2 separate regions of the Mus musculus genome follow, and region 1 is linked to region 2. The links are chromatin contacts, called in public promoter capture Hi-C maps. All regions are on one chromosome and are shown on one strand. The core of a region is the stretch at or near the end of the contact, and the rest is flanking DNA. Distances in the headings are between cores, read along the strand shown.

Region 1 (3,548 bases), core at 979-3,478, 380 kb before region 2:
TGCACACCCTCACATACACAATCACACATACACTCATATACACAATCACACATACACACCACCACCGCCAACACTACCACATCAAAAGAAGCCAAGGTAGCCCAAACTGACATATGAGTCCTGAAAATCTTGCCTAGCTATAGATAAAGCATAGAGTTGACTAGCTATAGATAAAGCGTACCCAGTCTCCTATCTTGCACCTGATATCTTCACTAACCCTCCGCACCACTTGGGAAAGAAATCTTTCACAGTCACCCCAGAACATTTTCAGACTCCATCCCAGTGCTGCTAGAGAAATTTTCCTCATCATTTCCAACACCTCCAAGAGGCTGCTTCAAAGCAGGGAGGACTTGTTCGAACTCACAGCTTCAGAGTGTCAGTCCAAGGTAAGTTGTTGGCCTGGGGCATACGCTTGACCCCCTCAGGAGTAGCCTATGGGAAAGCAAAGAAACTCATCTGACAGAGGATAGGAATCAGAGGTGTGGACAGGGCCAGGTCAGGACATCCAGAGCTCCCCCCAACCGGGTCCTACTTCTTGCATTTCACCATTTTCCAACATTTCTATCATACTGCGAGTCTATCAAGGGATAAACACATTGATAGGTCAGAGCCCTTAGGATCTAGTCTCTACCCAAAGACCTGAATCAGCTGGAAGCCAAGACCCCAATTGTGTGAACTTGGGGGGCATTTATTTGCAAAGCATGGCCACACCTGAGTGGCCAGCAGGTTCCCTGTAGTTAACTCGCTTACACCCGAGCTCCCCGTTTGCTCTCAGTTAATTCTCCCTCCGGCTTTTCTCCTTTGATGATTCCCCAATGGCTAGTTTTGTGCCATCATTGATTATTCTTATTTAACGTGTCCGGGTGGTTTTTTGCTGGCACTCACGACTCCGCACCAGATGGGTGCAGTGCCCATAGAGGCCAGAAGAATAAGTCAGATCTCCAGAAACTGGAGTTACAGATGGTGGTGATCAGCCATGTGGATGCTGGGAACGGAATCAGCCCTCTGGAAGAGCAGCCAGTGCTCTCAACCACTGAGCATGAGTCCAGCCTCATCTCACTGAATCACATCCCATCCGAATCAGAGCTTCACTGTTAACCCTTTATGCTCCCAATCCCACCTGCTTTATCTACTTGCTCCCTTTTACCCATCCCCTTGGCTCTTACAGCAGAATCTCCACAATTTCTTCTCTTCCAGAGGAGCTCATTCTGTCCCCTGCCAGATTTATTCTCCCAGAACACCTTCTTCAACTCTCCCACTCTTTGCTAATAAAAAAAAAAAAAGTTTTTTGTGTGTATTAAACAGATCTATATAACCCGTGGACTGCATAGCTAACAGTGACCTTGAACTCCTGATTCTCCTGCCTCTGCATTCTAGGATTGTAGGCATGCACTGCCTGCCACAGTTGACATAGGGCTGGAGAGCAAATGTAGGGAGTCATTTTAAATGAATGCCCAGGGGCACAGTGTGAGAACCAGAGCAAACTGTTCTGAAACAGGGCCCATGTCTGCCGACTTCTATGGGGTCGACAGCCACAGATGGCCCCAATGGGATTTCTGAGTATACGAAATTATGTGTGTGTGCACACAAGTGGATGTGCGTGCATGCATGTGCACGGGCATGCTTGCAGAAATCAGAGGACCACTTTTAGGAGTTGGCTCTCACTTCTCCATGGGTTCTGAGGGTTGAACTTAAGTCCTTTAGCTAGCACAGCGAGTGTCTTTTCTTGGGCTCCAGTGCCATCCATCTCCTAAATTTTATCAGACAAAACAAAGAAAAATAAAAATGTATATAATTTTTTATAAAGAGATCCTTGATTTGAACTGCATGATGCTGACAGTATTGTTTAAATGCCAAGACAGAGATCTTTTTTTCCCTTCTCTCTGCACTCTGCATCAGTTGTTTTTCACTGGAAACATTTGTCTCTTCCTCACACACAGGAAATGCTACAAGGTACAGGTGTGGACAGCCATCACGATGCCCAGTCACATCAGCCCCAGCACTTCACCCACAATGGGACTGGACACCTGCAGGTTGCCAGGTCTCCTATTGGATGCTGAGGGTAAGGGAATGAGTGCTCATTTCCCGGTCCTGGTGGGGTTTGCAGTCTAGCTAGAAGTGCTGTGGTTAAAACCACAACTCAAACGTTCTTCCATGGTCTGGTATGGATATGAATGTGGTGTTAGATAAACCCTGAGGCCCCAACAGGTCCAGGGCAGTCAGACCACCCTGTCAGCTCTAATGAGTGTGCTAAGGCTAAAGGAATTGGAGACAGGTGCCAGGCAGCAGAGGGAGGAAAGACCTTCAGGGGGAACAAAAAAGCACACATCAGGAAACACCACCAAATATTGTGTGTATTTTACCTCAAGGGTTGTGCCGATTAACTTCTGTGTAAACTTGATATAAGCTAAGGTCATCTGGAAAGAGGGAACCTCAACCGGGAAAATGCCGCCAGCAAACTAGCCTGCAGGCAAGTTTGTGGTGCATTTTCTTGGTTAATTATTGATGTGGGAAAGCCTAGACAAGTGTGGGCAGTGCCACCTCTGAGCAGGAGGCCTGAGAAGTAACAAAGCTGGATGAGCAAGCCAGTAAGCAGCATCCCTCCTTGGCCTCTGCCTCAGTTCCTGTCTCCATATTCCTTACCTGATTCCCCTCAGTGGTGGACCTGAGACGTACAAGCCAAATAGACCCTTCCCTCCCTAAGTGGCTGTGATGTTGACCACAGCAACAGAAAGCAACCTAAGACAAAGCTACAGTGAGCATAGGCCAAGAGGCAACCAATGGTAGATTTAGGGCATGAATATCATGAAGGGGTCTGTGAAGGATTATAACCAGGCGACTGCACGGTCATGTTTGCATGTTAAGGGATGCTTTGCCATCGTGTGGAAACAACTTATAGCAGTGAGTTCTGAGCTGTTCAGCCACTTTAAGTAACCGCTATTCCAGACCTGAGCCAGTGATGCCTGAGCAGAGATTGGGAAAAGAGAGTGTGCATATAGAAACACTTGGGAATTATAGTCAATGGCAATCAATTACTAATCAGATGGGAAGAATGGTGGGGTGTTCTCTGGCTTGTCAGTCTCTTCCTAATGCCAAAGGAAGAAATCAAAGGGAAAAGACATAAGGACCCCATGGGTCCAGCTGAATTGGTAGTTCTCAAAGGTCCGGATCCAGAAGGATAACCTGGGTCAAGATGCAGATTTTGAATCTATTGCAAGATGGGAGATCATTAATTATATGAACTTCAAGCAAATCCCCTGTACAAAATGCAGAGATAAAATGGCTAAAAGACTTAGATGGGGATCGAGGCTGACATCTAAGAATTTTCATCAGACATGAAAGAAAGCTACTGCTGGTCAAGCCTTAAGAAAACAATTATGCTTGGTATGGTGATGTACACCTTTAATCTCAGGATGTATTCTAGTAATCTAAGGCCCAAAATTCCCTGCTCAATCGCCACTCAGCACATAGGAGGCAGAGGCAGGTGGCTCTCAGTGACTAGCCTCTGGTGAACAGAGCAAATTCAACCAGGGCTACAGAGTGAGACA
Region 2 (3,478 bases), core at 199-2,698:
CCGACTACGGCATCTTTTGATACATATGCAGCTAGAGTCAAGAGCTCCGGGGTACTGGTTAGTTCATAATGTTGCACCTACAGGGTTGCAGATCTCTTTAGCTCCTTGTATACTTTCTCTAGCTCCTCCATTGGGGGTCCTGTGATCCATCCAATAGCTGACTCTGAGCATCCACCTATGTGTTTGCTAGGCCCCGGCATAGTCTCACAAGAGACGGCTATATCACGGTCCTTGCACCAAACGCTTGCTAGTGTATGCAATGGTGTCATCGTTTGGAGGCTAATTATGGGTCTCTTGATGGTCCATTGTATGGATTCTTAATTCTCATCTCTTAGAGCTAACAGTCAGGATCTGCCATGCAAATTCAGACAGTAGAGTGCTCTAGGGGTTTAAAACTGTCGTCCCACCATTCATTAACGTCAGTGTCTACCTCCCAAATGGTACAGGCTTGTGCCACCGTGATCACACCTGGCTTTATATTTATTTGAAGCAAGGTCTCTGCCTCCTCGGTGTTAAGAACTCAAGTAGTCCTGCCATACCCAGGGAGAGATTATATCTTTATTTCACTTGGAATTTGACAGCAATAGCTCTTAGAAGCAACACAAAAACTGAATATAATGCCACACTGGCTCTGTACTAGCCTGCATATTTAATTCCAACCTACCTTGCAAGGCCAAAGGAATAGCTTCGATCTGGATCTTGGTGGGCTTTGCCCATCCCAACTGGTCACAAGCTTCACACAATACATCCGTAACACCCTTTGAATTCAGAAAACCATACTTTAGCAAAGAATACATCCTCACCTTTATCAGAGCCATCCTCCTGGTGATACGTAGCCCTTTGCACTTTACATAACTGTACATCTCAGACCCTGCTTTATATGAACACTATGGGACAGCGCCTTGAGACAATTTCTCTTCACCAGGGGCTGCTGTCAACTCTTTGCATGTATTATCTCATTTAACCCGTCAAATCAGTTCCGACCAGTGGCTAGCTATTATTCTACCAAGTGCCTCACGTGTATAAAGTGAGGCGCACACCATAACAACTTGCCTCTTGTAAGGAGGTCACGCGTGACCCTAGATAACATAAGGCTCTACAGTAACTGGGGAGAAAAACAAACGGGGGCTCTCACGACCCAGCGGCATCCTACAAGGCAAATGCACCCGAGGGAGCGTGAAGAGACCCCGAGTTTCTGACAGCCTGAAGATAGCATGAGCTAGGCCCCAAGGTGTTTTTACACACCACCGGCTGGGATATGAAGTACCCAAACCCTGGGTGAGCCTAAACGCCAACATCACAAAATAAATACCAGCATCACCCATTCTCACCAGGTCTTTAAATGTTTTCGTTTCCTCCTCTTCCGCAGCTGTCTGAAGGGCTCCAGAGGGGGAATCGGGTTCCTCGTCCGCCGCCATCTTGCTCGTGGGCTCCGGAAGTGGGGCCGAGGCGCAAGGCGTGCTGGGAAATGTAGGCGATTACTTTCCTAGAGTGTAGGTTCTGAACGCCTCCTGCTGGCGGGTCTGGCGTGGCAGCGCCCCACACAGGAGGGACTTGGAAGAACAGCAATGGCTGGAAGCCTGTGTGCCTAAGGAACTGAGACGATCCCTTCTTGCTGCCCTTTGGGTATCTGCCCTATTTTTTATTTTTTTAAATTGGTTTCTTGAGGCAGGATTTCATTCTGCAACTTCGGCCTTCCAGGGCCTTGGCTGTCTTCCCTTTGGCTTATCACTTTTCTAACTATAGAAATGTAAACACATGGACATCACGATACTATTTATTCATTACTTCATATATTTGACAACTGACAGCCTGCCATATGCTTGGACTGTGCTAGGTGTCTAATGATAGAGCAGGACAGTATCAACTTCCACTGCAAAGAGAAGGCAAACAATACATAGGTAATAATGGGCCACTTTGAATTATGAAAAGTGCTACATAAAAATAGGGGAGCAAAGCTTTGGGAGAAAGAATTGTCAGGATTGCTGCAAGACTGAGAAGGTGTCTCTGAGGCAGTGATATTTGAGCTGGGACCTTACTGATACCAGAAAGGCCGTTCTGAGTTCAGGGGACACCTATTCAAGACTGGCAGATCTGAGCCGAGCGTGGTGGCACACGCCTTTAATCCCAGCGCTTGGGAGGCAGAGGCAGGCAGATTTCTGAAACCCTGTCTCGAAAAAACAAACAAACAAACAAAAAACTGGCAGATCTGTGAATACAAAATTCCTGAGACCCGTGAGATATCTGAACTGCCACCACTTAAGCTAGTGAGGTACAATGTATGTTACATGCCCTGTGCCTGCAAGTGTACCCTAGTGGGGAGGCATTGGCATTCTCAATGTGTGGGGCACACTTTCTGAAACTGAGGCATTAGAGACAATCTGCTATGCTTTTCTTCGTGGTATCCCTTTCTCTGGCAGAGTGTGTTGTTAAAATGTGCGCAGCGCATGTCAAACATACCCTTAAGAGTATTTAGGGCTCCAAGTCCTGAGGCTGTTGTGGGAAAGGCCATAGATTTAAATATAATATAACTAAGATTGGGAGTGGTGGCCCATGCCTTTAATCCCATCACTCAGGAGACAGAGGCAGGTGAATCTCTGTGAAGTGGAGGCCTGCCCGGTCTACATAGCAAGTTCCAGAACAGTCAGGGTTACTTGGTAAGACCCTGTTTCAAATATATATTATATGTGTGTTATATTACAAGTGTGTATGGATGGATGTAACAACCTTCTACTAAAACACAGAGAAGCAGAAACTACACTTGAAGAGGTTTGTGATGATTGCCTGTGGAGGGAGGGGAATTAAGATAAAATGCACAAGTCGGAATTCAGAAACAAAATGACAGAAGATAAAAGAATAAATAGAAAAAGCCAAGGGAGGGGACTATGGTGGTACACTCCCTTAATCACAGAGCTTGGGAGGCAGGGGCAGGCAAATCTCTGAGTTCAAGGCTACCCTGGTCTACAGAGTGAGTTCCAGGACACCCAGGGCTATACAGAAAAACCCTGTCTGGAAAAACAAACAAAAACCATTGCTCTCATTCACCATGATGCTGGTCTTCAGAAAAGAAACTGGGAAAGGAGACTGCCTCAGAGACAAGAGGCGGTCTTTGTTTCCCTGACTCTAGAGACAAAATGGATGTTAAGTATGTGCCACCTGGGTGAAGTGAAACTCAGCAAAGCGTTGGGGTTGGAAACCATGGCAGACCAGAGGGATTTCTCTGACTGTTTCTTTATCAGTGGTTCTCAGCCTTCCTGATGCTACGACCCTTTAATACAGTTCCTCCTGTTGTGGTAACCCCAAAACATAAAACTATTTCATTGCTACTTCATAACTGTAATTTCACTACTGTTATGAATTGTAAATATCTGATATGCAGGATATCTGATATGCAGGATATCTGATATGCAGGATATCTGATATGCAGGATATCTGATATGCAGGATATCTGATACGTGACCCCTGTGAGAAGGTCGTT

What was found. Promoter capture Hi-C pulls out the DNA fragments that hold promoters and counts their contacts.
Region 1: a contact with region 2 is called in a promoter capture Hi-C map of the HPC-7 cell line. The contact joins the enhancer-like site here to the promoter of Ddx47 in region 2. A contact is called at or near these places in 19 of 39 promoter capture datasets (the 3T3-L1 cell line, 3T3-L1-derived adipocytes, the C10 cell line and 11 more), 1 of 15 datasets of contacts at CTCF or cohesin (pro-B cells), 18 of 484 Hi-C or Micro-C datasets (the 3T3-L1 cell line, B cells, the C2C12 cell line and 11 more), 3 of 115 datasets of contacts at active chromatin or transcription factors (bone marrow-derived macrophages, embryonic stem cells and pancreatic cancer cells) and 3 of 9 other capture datasets (adipose tissue, liver and macrophages).

The regions. Positions count from the first base shown.
Region 1 is chr6:135,389,276-135,392,823 of GRCm38.p6, reverse strand. No RefSeq gene overlaps it. Among named protein-coding and RNA genes, the nearest start is that of Emp1, 28 kb to the right of the region's middle. Within about 2 kb of position 2,228, at least 7 of the 459 cell types and tissues checked have an H3K27ac peak or open chromatin away from gene starts, as enhancers often do. A contact at or near this core is called in the HPC-7 cell line, where this site is marked.
Region 2 is chr6:135,009,582-135,013,059 of GRCm38.p6, reverse strand. Ddx47 (DEAD box helicase 47) reads right to left here and starts at 1,448. Exons shown (of 12, transcript NM_026360.3): 1 at 1,332-1,448; 2 at 665-758. The coding sequence starts at 1,418.